3 separate regions of the Mus musculus genome follow, and all the other regions are linked to region 1. A link is a contact called in public HiChIP or PLAC-seq data. All regions are on one chromosome and are shown on one strand. Each heading gives the region's core, a stretch centred on a gene start, on an enhancer-like site or on the middle of the called end of the contact. The rest is flanking DNA. Distances are from core to core; before and after follow the strand shown. Region 1 has its middle 86 kb from the start of Gm31534. Region 2 has its middle 130 kb from the start of Lnpk. Region 3 has its middle 120 kb from the start of 4930441J16Rik.

The links. HiChIP or PLAC-seq counts read pairs in DNA pulled down with a chosen protein or histone mark.
Region 2: an H3K4me3 HiChIP or PLAC-seq map of embryonic basal ganglia shows a contact between it and region 1, with 2.4 times the contacts expected there. The contact joins two enhancer-like sites. A contact is called at or near these places in 4 of 115 datasets of contacts at active chromatin or transcription factors (embryonic basal ganglia, embryonic hindbrain, embryonic stem cells and 1 more).
Region 3: a contact with region 1 is called in an H3K4me3 HiChIP or PLAC-seq map of embryonic basal ganglia, with 2.8 times the contacts expected there. The contact joins two enhancer-like sites. A contact is called at or near these places in 1 of 484 Hi-C or Micro-C datasets (nephron progenitors) and 2 of 115 datasets of contacts at active chromatin or transcription factors (differentiating embryonic stem cells and embryonic basal ganglia).

The regions. Positions count from the first base shown.
Region 1 is chr2:74,118,079-74,121,543 of GRCm38.p6, reverse strand. No RefSeq gene overlaps it. Among named protein-coding and RNA genes, the nearest start is that of Gm31534, 86 kb to the left of the region's middle. Within about 2 kb of position 1,838, at least 13 of the 459 cell types and tissues checked have an H3K27ac peak or open chromatin away from gene starts, as enhancers often do. A contact at or near this core is called in embryonic basal ganglia, where this site is marked.
Region 2 is chr2:74,449,969-74,453,433 of GRCm38.p6, reverse strand. No RefSeq gene overlaps it. Among named protein-coding and RNA genes, the nearest start is that of Lnpk, 130 kb to the left of the region's middle. Within about 2 kb of position 1,638, at least 38 of the 459 cell types and tissues checked have an H3K27ac peak or open chromatin away from gene starts, as enhancers often do. A contact at or near this core is called in embryonic basal ganglia, where this site is marked.
Region 3 is chr2:74,425,172-74,428,636 of GRCm38.p6, reverse strand. No RefSeq gene overlaps it. Among named protein-coding and RNA genes, the nearest start is that of 4930441J16Rik, 120 kb to the right of the region's middle. Within about 2 kb of position 1,661, at least 46 of the 459 cell types and tissues checked have an H3K27ac peak or open chromatin away from gene starts, as enhancers often do. A contact at or near this core is called in embryonic basal ganglia, where this site is marked.

The DNA of each region.
Region 1 (3,465 bases), core at 589-3,088:
AAAAAAAAAAGACCTACAAATGGCTCCATGGAAGGTTCTTGATCCTGCTAACGGTGTGTTAGACGACACGGGACTGAAGAAAATGTAGGTAAACAGCAGTGTACAAGCAAACACGAGACTGACATCAAGAAGCCTCTGTTGGAATGGGTGGTTCTTGTGCTTTATTGAAACACCAGACAGCATCAGGTTCATAGTGTCTAAGATCTCTGTTGCCCGTCAACCCAGCTCCCTCCCAGACACTGGCAAACACACCCAGGTTTGAAGCTTGTAAGACCTTAGGAACGGATAATCCTTAAGACTTTGGAGTTTTAAATCTTCCTGAAAAGAGATATGGCCCCCACGTCTCACTTGTACACAACAGCAACCGGCAGTGGCTACTGACCTCACTGTGTCCTCGCTCCAGCGTGAGGGATCCCCACCACTCTATTCCCCCCCAGCCTGCCACCTGGACATGTCCGGGTCTACAGCTTCTCTTCCCTCCTCCCACTTTGTCTGTGTTATGATGGTGGGGGGCACGCCTAAATGTGATAGGGATACAAACGTATCACCTACGTGTTTTGAAAATGTGATTGTCATTTTTTTAAAAAATACAAAATAACTCCAACTAACCAGAGTTCTAGGGGGAATTAACTTGTTTCAATCCAAGTCATTTTCAAAGGGAAAATTTGCTTGATGGACACAGAAGTATTCGCCCATATGATTGGCAGGGGCAGGGTATCAGCACAGGGCTCAGGAGATATTCTCGCCCAAATTCCTGTCCGTCTCTCTCCTACACCATCACTATGGTCCTTACTGAGAATCAGTGGACAGAGGAACACCTCTGGGACCATCAAGAAGCATCCGAGAGAACTCAGGGAGGACACAATGAAGTATTTGAGGTGGTCCAAAACAATGGACTGAAGTTCTTCAGCTAAAGGAATAATTCAGTGAGTCAGAATGCAGTACCCACAGTCCTCAAGTCACACTGCTCGTATCCCGTGCTTTGTGAGTGACTAGGCCTGAGATCACTGCACAAGTATAGGGTCAAAGAAAGAGACAATCTCCCCCTTTCCAACTGGAAGGCCAGGGGTGATGCATCATGTCCCCGACTTTGTCACAGCTGTCCCACCAAGCCACTTGCTACAAAACTCAGGGGAGTACCCATGTCGATCAAGAACAAGAGAGCATCAGGCCTTCCGGTCTTCACCCATCATCCTCCTCTACTCCGCCTCCCCAAGGCCCCTGACCTCACCTCCTGGCTTCATAAAGACTCACGAGCAACCTTTCATCAGATTCTCCTCTTGCATTGTGAGAACGGAGGCAGAGATTCTAGAAGAACGGGATAGCTTTGTTAGTCTAGTAATTAAGATAGGAGTGACATTCAGACACGGCCTGGACAGGATGTGGCGAATCACTGCATTCTTTGTGTGGAAAGCTGTTCCCCGGCCTGCTTTGTCTGCCCTCCCGGGACCTCATCATCTCCACTAAAAGTCAAAATGGGATTTTGTGCCTTCTATTCCCTTCTCTTTCCCCCTCCTAATATATATCTGCTTTGAGGGAGCTATGTTTGTCAAAGTGGGCTAATTTATGGCATTATAGGGGGAAATGAAACCTCGGCTTCCCATTCTTGCCCCCGGAGCAGATTTACTAAGCGCCTCCTCTTTCCCTCCCTCCTCTCCATTTCTGGGGAGGCCATTTGCTAAACAGAACGTACTCTTTCGCCTCCAACCCCTGCAGCAGGCGAGGCAGGCAAATTGCCACTTGTCATGCCTTTCCCGAGTATGCCATGCATACGATTGTCTCCCAGCTAATAGCTCCTTCTATTGTCCATAATTCATCACTGTCAGCGTTCTTTACGTTTTATCCCTCCCTTACACGTTTCATGAGAATCTATGCTTCTCCTATTGTGGCCCTGGATTTCATTAGCATAGACTGCATGATGTCAAATAAATACACACACTCTACTGCAGCAGAGTCTGTTCTTTGCACAGAACAGGATGTTACTTTTATTAGTATTTTTTTTCCTCATTTCCTTACAGTCTTTTCCTTTTTCACTAAGCCATTATGAAGTGCGTACCAGTGGTATCTTGGGTAATTAGCCATTACAGCGCTGTCACCAAGGGTTCCACAGTCAATACAAAGATAATTTGGGCAATGGTGAATGACAGTGCTGTCCAGACTTTTGGGATAATCAAGGACACATCCAGCTGTACCAGACATCTGTCAGACCCATGAATCATCTCAACTGGCTCGACAATAGCCAGGCAGCCCCAGTGAAGGTAAACACGACAGCAGGCAGCCCACCATCGCAGGCAGCAACTCTCTTACAGAAAAGCCCGCCTCTCTGTGCAAGAGCAGAGCCCTGTGCACGATGCTTTCATGGCTCAGGAATACTAAGAAATAACAACAATCAAATGGTTAGGGAATGGTGTTAATATTACAACAATCCTGATGTTTGTCTTAACTAAAAACGAAGTGGACACTCAGAAACTAGACCTAGATCTATTGGTTGTAATTCGTTTTATGTGATGTACGCTATTTCGGAAGCCATCCCGAGCTTTTATGCACCCAAGTTCTATGCTATTAAGTTCTTTCTGTTTGTTTAATAAGCTAACACTGTTTTTATGGTTTTTATTTGCAAAGTTCCCCAGCAAGTGTGACTAGCAGTTTATGTAGCAGTCTTTGCTACAAATTCTTAAAATGGCACACACACACAATCTCTAAAATGAAGAGGAAAAAGATCCAATAGTCTAAAGCAAATTTAGAAGGACCACAGTTGCTCGTGGTTGATTTTTCAAAATGACTGCCTCTGTGAGCATCCCGGACGCTCATGCATGGCAGACTCAATTTCAGTCTACAACTGACCACTGGCCAGGAATTTCCTAAAAGGGGGTTTTTATACATGTACCTGCAGCTTGGTCTGGTCTTCATGGTATTTTCTAGCTATCCTAAGTAAGCCCTACGTCTTCCAGCTGAAACCAGAAGCAAGAACCATAGATCTGCAGCCCCTCCCCCTCATCTGATGAGAAGCTGTTCCTGTCCAAATCACTTTTATGAGTTAATTGAGGCTGTTTATCCACAGTTCTTTATTAACCTTCTAAATGTCAGACAAGCAAACTCGAAGAGTTCTGCACCCAGCCATTAGAGGACCCACAATGGAGCTGGCAACCACAGGCTCTTGTGCTGTTGGGAAGTTGGCATTGAAGGTGACCCGTTATTTTCACTGTCAGTTACCCTACTTTCTTTGAGGCACTTTTAAAGATCAGCTTTACTGTAGGATAAACTCCACCACTTAAAGTACACAACTTAATAGACTGGCCATGTTTAGACCTATGTAGCCACTATCTGTCAAGACAGTGGACACCTCCCTCCTTCCATTGCTAGGTTGTTGGGTGGACACTTGATGTGTGTGTGCAATGGTTGGATTGTTGGGTGGACACTTGATGTGTGTGTGTGCAGTGGCTGGGTCATACTGTCACACTTTCG
Region 2 (3,465 bases), core at 389-2,888, 330 kb before region 1:
GCTTCTCTGCTTATCTAGTACAAAGAGAATGCTTTCCCACTTCTGCAGTTAATCAGGGCAATGCAATCACTTGTGCTCCAAAATCCCTGTAGCGCCGAGGGTGAAATGAGTGTCCAAACCACAGATTCACTGTCTGAGAAACTCTTCTCTTTCTCCAGAAAAAGAAAAAGGGGAGTTTTCCTTTCTAACATCCCCATGACTTTACACTGTCTTTGCCACACTTTCTCATCCACCCATGGTTTCACCAACCCCTGCAAGGCATTAGGCAAGGCGGCTACGTCCATGGAGCAGAGGGAGTAGATCCATTCTGCTTTCAAAGAGCCTGAGAACATTGTTGTGCTTTCCTGCGTACATTCTTTAAACTACTGCTTCCTCTTGGCTCAGCTGTGGGCAAGAGCATTTCACAGCATCTCCTCTATAGCCTGTGATGAGAAGGGTCCTCAAGGTGAGAGGACACACTGTGCCTGACTCTGGACAGAAGCGGGCAGTTCTGGCCCACCAGCTGCCTGCTTAAGATTTAGCTGCTGAGCAATGCCTGCACCCAGAGCTTAGGACCACATCTAAAAATAAGGCAGTGACCATATTCCACCTGCTCCACTGTGGTCCAGAATCCTCTGGTGACATTTTAGCATGCAGGGCTGGGAGGGTGCAGTCTCATGTAGGAAACTTCTCTTCCTCCTGTCTCCAGCCATTCAGGAAAATCATTGTTGGGATCATGGGGGTGGTGTGGTAGGGTCCTGCCCAGAAGCCTTATAGAGGGAAGCAATGAAGCCAGCCTTTCCTCGTTGGCTCTCTTAATAGACATTTTACACGAAAACTTCCAGGGCTAATTGTGGTGAAAATGTGCCAGGTAGACCCCTTTCATGCCAACTGTAATTAATAATGTTATAGCCTTCAAGGCCATAATGTTCATTAGTTATTAATTAGTAATTCATTTTGTTGAATAAATAATACTTGTGATTGATGACAGAACTTGTAATTGGACACTAGAAGTGACCCTCTTGGGGCTGGCATACCAGCAAGGATTAAGCCACAGTACAGTAATGATAAACACAGCAGATTGTGTAGGAAAATCCAAGTTAAACAATCGTGACACAACCAAAGTACTCCTTCTCGACATGAGAAGGGTCTATTGTCAGGCTCCACGTGTCCTGGGCCCAAGTGCCTTAATCGTTTCTGTCCATATACCATTGGGCTCCCATTTCCTCTTAAAACATCTCTTCTGCCTCCCCAAAGCAAGTGTCCTTTGCTAGATAATCCTATTGACGTTGAATTACTCTTATAATAGGTGCTTTCAAAATATTGTTACGACACAAACGCTCACACTTGTGGGGGGGGGGGGTGGGGAGGCGGGGAGAGAAGTGTTTTTCCAAAAAGGTAATGATTGAAAATTTTTATTTGAAATGATTCCTAAGATTAAATTCACTTTAGATTAACAGATTTTCCTGCCCAATTGATTTTCTGGCATCCATGTAGTGATCCAGCAGAGATAAAATGGGGGTTCATTTAGTCCACTGCTCGGAAGGGAAACACAAGCCTGGCAAACAGATGCAACAGCACTTCTTTCTCGCCTGCTCGGTGGGAACAGGACAACCGGATCCAGCCAGCTGCTGACCAGATGCTGCATTCAATTAATATTCCACTCCTCAAAGACATTCCCTGCTCCTTCTCAAGAGCAGAGCAGCCGGAGTCATAAAGAGGCTCACTCAAGTCCTGTGTTATTTTGGGTTTTTTTCCAGAGAGCATGCTATAATGGCTAAATTGCTTGAAAGAAATTAGCACGAAAAATAAACATAGTTTGTACAGTATCTGTAAAACAAATTCCCAATCTTGAGAAAGTAGAGAGAGACAAAGCCAAGCTTGCATTTAACAAGCACACGCAATGCAATGCTTCATTAAGACGGAGCTTTTTCTTTCTTTCTCCACCCCCCCTCGCAGCCCCCCACCCCGCTTCCCCCAATTTAAAAAGGGTTAATAAACTCGAAGATATCATTGCTAGTTAAAGAGGTCCTGCACCATTTTAAGGGAAGTAAGAGGCTACAAAGGAGACAGTTAAAAAGAAACGGGGAGAGTGTGTTGTAATGCTAACAGGCAATTAACAAACTCATGGGTGTTAATTATCTTCATACTGTATCATGTTCAATTAGCTTAGTCTCTGCAACAAAGGCTACGATGAACAATTGCTTTGATAGGCGTACAGTACTTCATTTGTAGTTAATCGGTTTAAGCCCTGCAGTTGCTAGGTTACCTGTCTCCAGAGGTAAAAGGCTATACAGATGCACTATGTTTAAATGACTACAGAGAACTGTTTAAACTCAAACCATGTATAACTCTTTATTGATTTTTCACAGAAGATCTCAGGTCTGATGATAAGGTTTTGATATATTTTCCTGCTACAGCCGGTTCCTTGGAGTATTGCAGAAAAAAAAATCTGTCAATATGCTTCTATTATGATCTCTTGATCTGTGCCTATAAAAACCTTTAGCCGCAGCCCTTATTATAAATAATGGAAGAAGCAATATCTGATTTTTTTCCACACCATACTACATGGAGATTTTTTTTTCTTCATTGCCTTTGGATCTAAATCACAGGACTTCTATATCCATGCTCTAAAATAATAAAGAAGATTTTTCTAGCTCTAATTAATTTGATTGACTCTCAGCAGGACGGGATCAGCTGTAGCATCATGAACTTTAACAATAACTACCAACTGATGGGCAGTTCGCATCAATAAGACCATCACTGGGCCCCCTCTCACCTGTCACCAGGCAGGGAGTGAGCAATATCCAGCCCCCCGCAGATGCTCCCCGCTTAGCGCTTTCTGCCCTATTAGCAATTTATAATGGTGATCAAGAAAACAGTCAGAGGCGAATCAAGACAACTGTCTGGCTGCCTGTTTAATTGGCCTTGTTTGCTTTTTGATAAATGGCTTGTGACTACTCTAGGCCCCTGTATTTTGACTTTTAATAGGCCACAGTGATTAGACTACCAACAGATACTAGGTCAAAACCGAGGAAAGGTGCAAAAAATGTTAATTAATATCAATAATAGGCAATTATTAGTTAGACAGAAGGACCTACTAGCTGGGTGCTCTAATGGCTCCGAGCTAACGGGAAGAGAAGTGCTGCCAAATTAGCATAACTGTATGCGGGCTGCATGGTGGATCCTAGCAAGCATCTGTTATGTTAGTAATTCAAATAGAATGCTTGCCTTTCCGGGGGATGTTCGCAGAGTCAGCAATCCCTGTTGGCCATTTCAAGGCACTAACAATACCCTAGTGACTGGTGTCCCTCCAAATGGGCTGTGTTTCAGGGTAAGAATTAAATTGCACCTTTGCTTTGGGCCTGTGCTGTTGAGGAGCTTAAGTGGGTCACTGTCCTCTGCTCAGTAGAGGGTGGAGGAGGAGAGTTTTGTTTGCTTGGACACCAAACTGACCTTAGAAGGACACATGAAGTGATCCAGGCG
Region 3 (3,465 bases), core at 412-2,911, 310 kb before region 1:
AGTGGATACATCTGCACCACATCTTCCACATGTTGTGGCTTAGGGAACATCTCAGAAGATGGGAAGTTTATCAGAGCCAGAATACCGGGAAGTCTGCTGTGACACTGTCTCTCATAGAAGTGGCTGCATAAAGAAGATCTGAGCAATGGCAGTATCAATAGATGTGTTAACTTGAAAGGGGCGGGGAGAATCTCACCGGTCTCATTTGTGGACAAGAAACTACATGTTTGCTGAAAGAGGGAGAGTTAGCCTCTACTAGGAATGAGCCTCCCAATTGGTTGTTCAATGCAAAATTGTCAGTTCTGAAACCATATACACACTGCCAACAAAAATGGACTTTAAAGATTTTATGTATACATCTGTGCAACACACACATGAATGCACACACACAGACACAGACAGAGGCAGAGAGACAGAAACACGAACAGAGAAGTAGAGACAGAGAAACAGAGACTGAGAGGCAGACAGATAGACAGACAGACAGAAACACAGAAATAACAATAATATTTGAGGAAGAAAAGGCTGTCCTACCAAGGAAGGACACTTGGGGGGACTGGAGGGAGGAAAGGGAAGGGGAAACTAATATAATTTTATTTTAATTAAAATGTATGAAATACATAAGATAAAGTTTGGAAAATATGGTTCCATATTAATCCATTTACATTCTTTCCCTTTTCCTTTTACCCTGATAAACCTGATTCTAAACAGGTGTCTTTAAAAATACTCTTTAAAATGATTTCATTCTGCTATCTGCCCGGACAGGTAGGAGGTGAGAGTCACCGCTTCCTGTCTGTGGTGTCACCTGCAGCCTGAATCTCTTAAGCTTTCACCAATCTTATTTTACAGAGAGCCCTAATTTTGATAGGCAGTTTAAACAATGCCCTTACCATCCTGACAGTTGCCATCCATTGTTCTGAAGGTTCTGGTTCCCTCAGCACCCTTCAGAACTTGAAGCCTAGAGGAACATAGGCTGAAAACCAAACCAACCCTGTCCGTCATATACCTTAATGTCTTCAAATAGCAATGAAATTATTTTACCCCATACCCCAAATTTTGCAGCAATGTGATTTACTAAGAACTTACAAAAATGATTCGCCCACAAAAGCGAGTCTTCACACATACTTTCACTCCAGACTAACTCCAATCAACCGCTTTGATGTTCCTCAGTATAAATAATAACGCTAAAAGGACAAACTCCCTAACGCTGATTCTCAATCACATTTGATGTTATGGAAGATAAACTTGCCTCCTTGTGAAGGAGCTAACTAAACACAAGGTCCCAGAGGAGCTGAACGTTGTGCAAATTTCTGAATGAATCTCTCAGGATTTGTTTTTAATCTGAATATTTAATAGCGTGGCATTGCAGAATTTGAATTATACTACTCAATTTTAATGGTTAATCTGCTTTAAAAAAATACACAAGCTTAATTGTGACATACGAAAGTCCTTATTTAGGGTAGATTTCTAATTTGAGTGCTGTCGGCCCTGCTGCGTAAAGAGTCTCCTGGGTGCTGGTTTTTAAGAGAGTGTGTGCGCCTTTACATCTCGTCCTGAAACAATTTCTCTTCTCTGCGTCGGCCCCAGCCTCCACACAAGCCAGGAGCAGACAATAGATCCAGCCTAATGGAGTTGTGTACTCGCCATCTGTAAGAGCAGCTGCTAGCCCGCATCTGCACAATATGCTGGGACTGAGAGCTCCGCTAATCTGCATAATAAGGAGGAGGCTCATTCCACTCCAGCTAATAATCGTGAGCAATGGATGTACTTCATTCCCTTACTGCGGAACCCAGCCAAGCCGCTTTCCTGTGCTGGGTAGACAAGGGTCAAGTGAGCCGGGATGGCCGGGAGCTAGGAACCATTCGTTTACAGCTTCAGGTTGCGTTGGTCCAGTGGGATCAGGGTTTGGGCTGTCTCTTGAGTCATGCCGTCATGAAATTAAAAATTCTGGGAAATAGGACAAAACACACACTAGCAAATGCTTTTGAAACAATTAGAGTATTTGAACAATTTGCATTTAAAAAATGTTCCCTTGGGGAAAACAAGAGTACAAGCAAGTTTGTGGATTAATTGTGAACTACTTTGAGTAATTTGGTTTTCATTGATTTTGTTTTAAATGGCTGTGCCTGGCTGAAGTCGGACCTCGAAGCTGTATTTGTGCATTAGCAAATCAAATTTCTGTTAATTTTCATTTATGATACTGGGATGAAATGCTGTCTCAAAGGCGTTAGCTCTGAGTAAAAATAAAATAAAATAAAATAAAATAAAAGATGGATGATTGTTGAAACAATAATTTTTTAGAATGGCCTAAATCAGTTTTTTATTAAAGGTTTTGCCAAAGTAGCTTAATTACGCTAGAAAAATCCCATGCTTCCGAATGAATATAACTTGATTCCATAGAGTTGATCTAAAGGCTAACACATTTGCACTTGATCTTAGTTGACCTAGATCAAGGACAAGGTTTTAAATCAGAAAGTAACTTGTGGGATTTATAATGCTTGATTATAAAAAGTAGTGAGACCATTATCTAATTTCATACAGAAAAAAAATATTTGCATAATTCACCAACCCTTATGAGGTACAGGGAAACGAGCTTTAATTTACAGAGTTGGAAGCCTAGGGCATCCGAAATAATTGTTGCCACTAGCAACCAAAGCAAGTTGCTTATGGTTCACCTCAGCCTTTTAATCAGCATTATGTGGTTAGCTTAGATCATATCTTCAAGGGTGATTTAGAAGAAAATTTTACTGAGTAATTCCCTCTCGGTACAATCAACATTACTGTTAGTCGGAGGTGGGTAGAGATGTTGGTGGGGAGTCTGTGCAGTTTAACCTGAGTGCTGGTTTCCACCCGTGTCACTGACTGATGCTCACAGTACCAAGAGTGAAGAAAAAAATGTCCCAAGGGAGCCGGAACACTCCTCTTCCTCTGTTCCATAACTCTGAAGCCCGTGGGTTTCTTCATGTCTTCCCATGTCTTCACGGAAAGAGAAATGATAGGTTGTTCCAGAGTGCTTTTACAAGCTTGTTTGTGGGTCTTTGAGGCAAGGTCTTACGTAACCCAGGCTGGCCTTGCATTCTCTAAGTAGCCAAGGATGGCCTTGCATCCCTGATTCTCTTGCCGACACCCCCAAAGTGCTGAATGATAGACATGTGCCCCCACACCTGGTTATGCAGTGCTGGGGCTGGAACCCAGGGCCTTGGGCGTGCTGGGTAAACACTACACCACCGAACTACAGCTTCTGCCCTTGTTTAAAACTATTGAAGGCCATTGAATTATAATCATAAAGAAGAAAATAATGGGTTAGTGTAGCTCCAAACATAGGGTGCCTTCATTAAAAAAAAAAAAGAGAAGAAGTCTAGTTTCCTTTTAGAAATTAGAGAAACAAAGACAATAGAAGAAAACAGTAATAGCATAAGCTTGGAGATTCGTTGTGGGAGGAAAGCATGTTGCTGAACTGAATTTTTT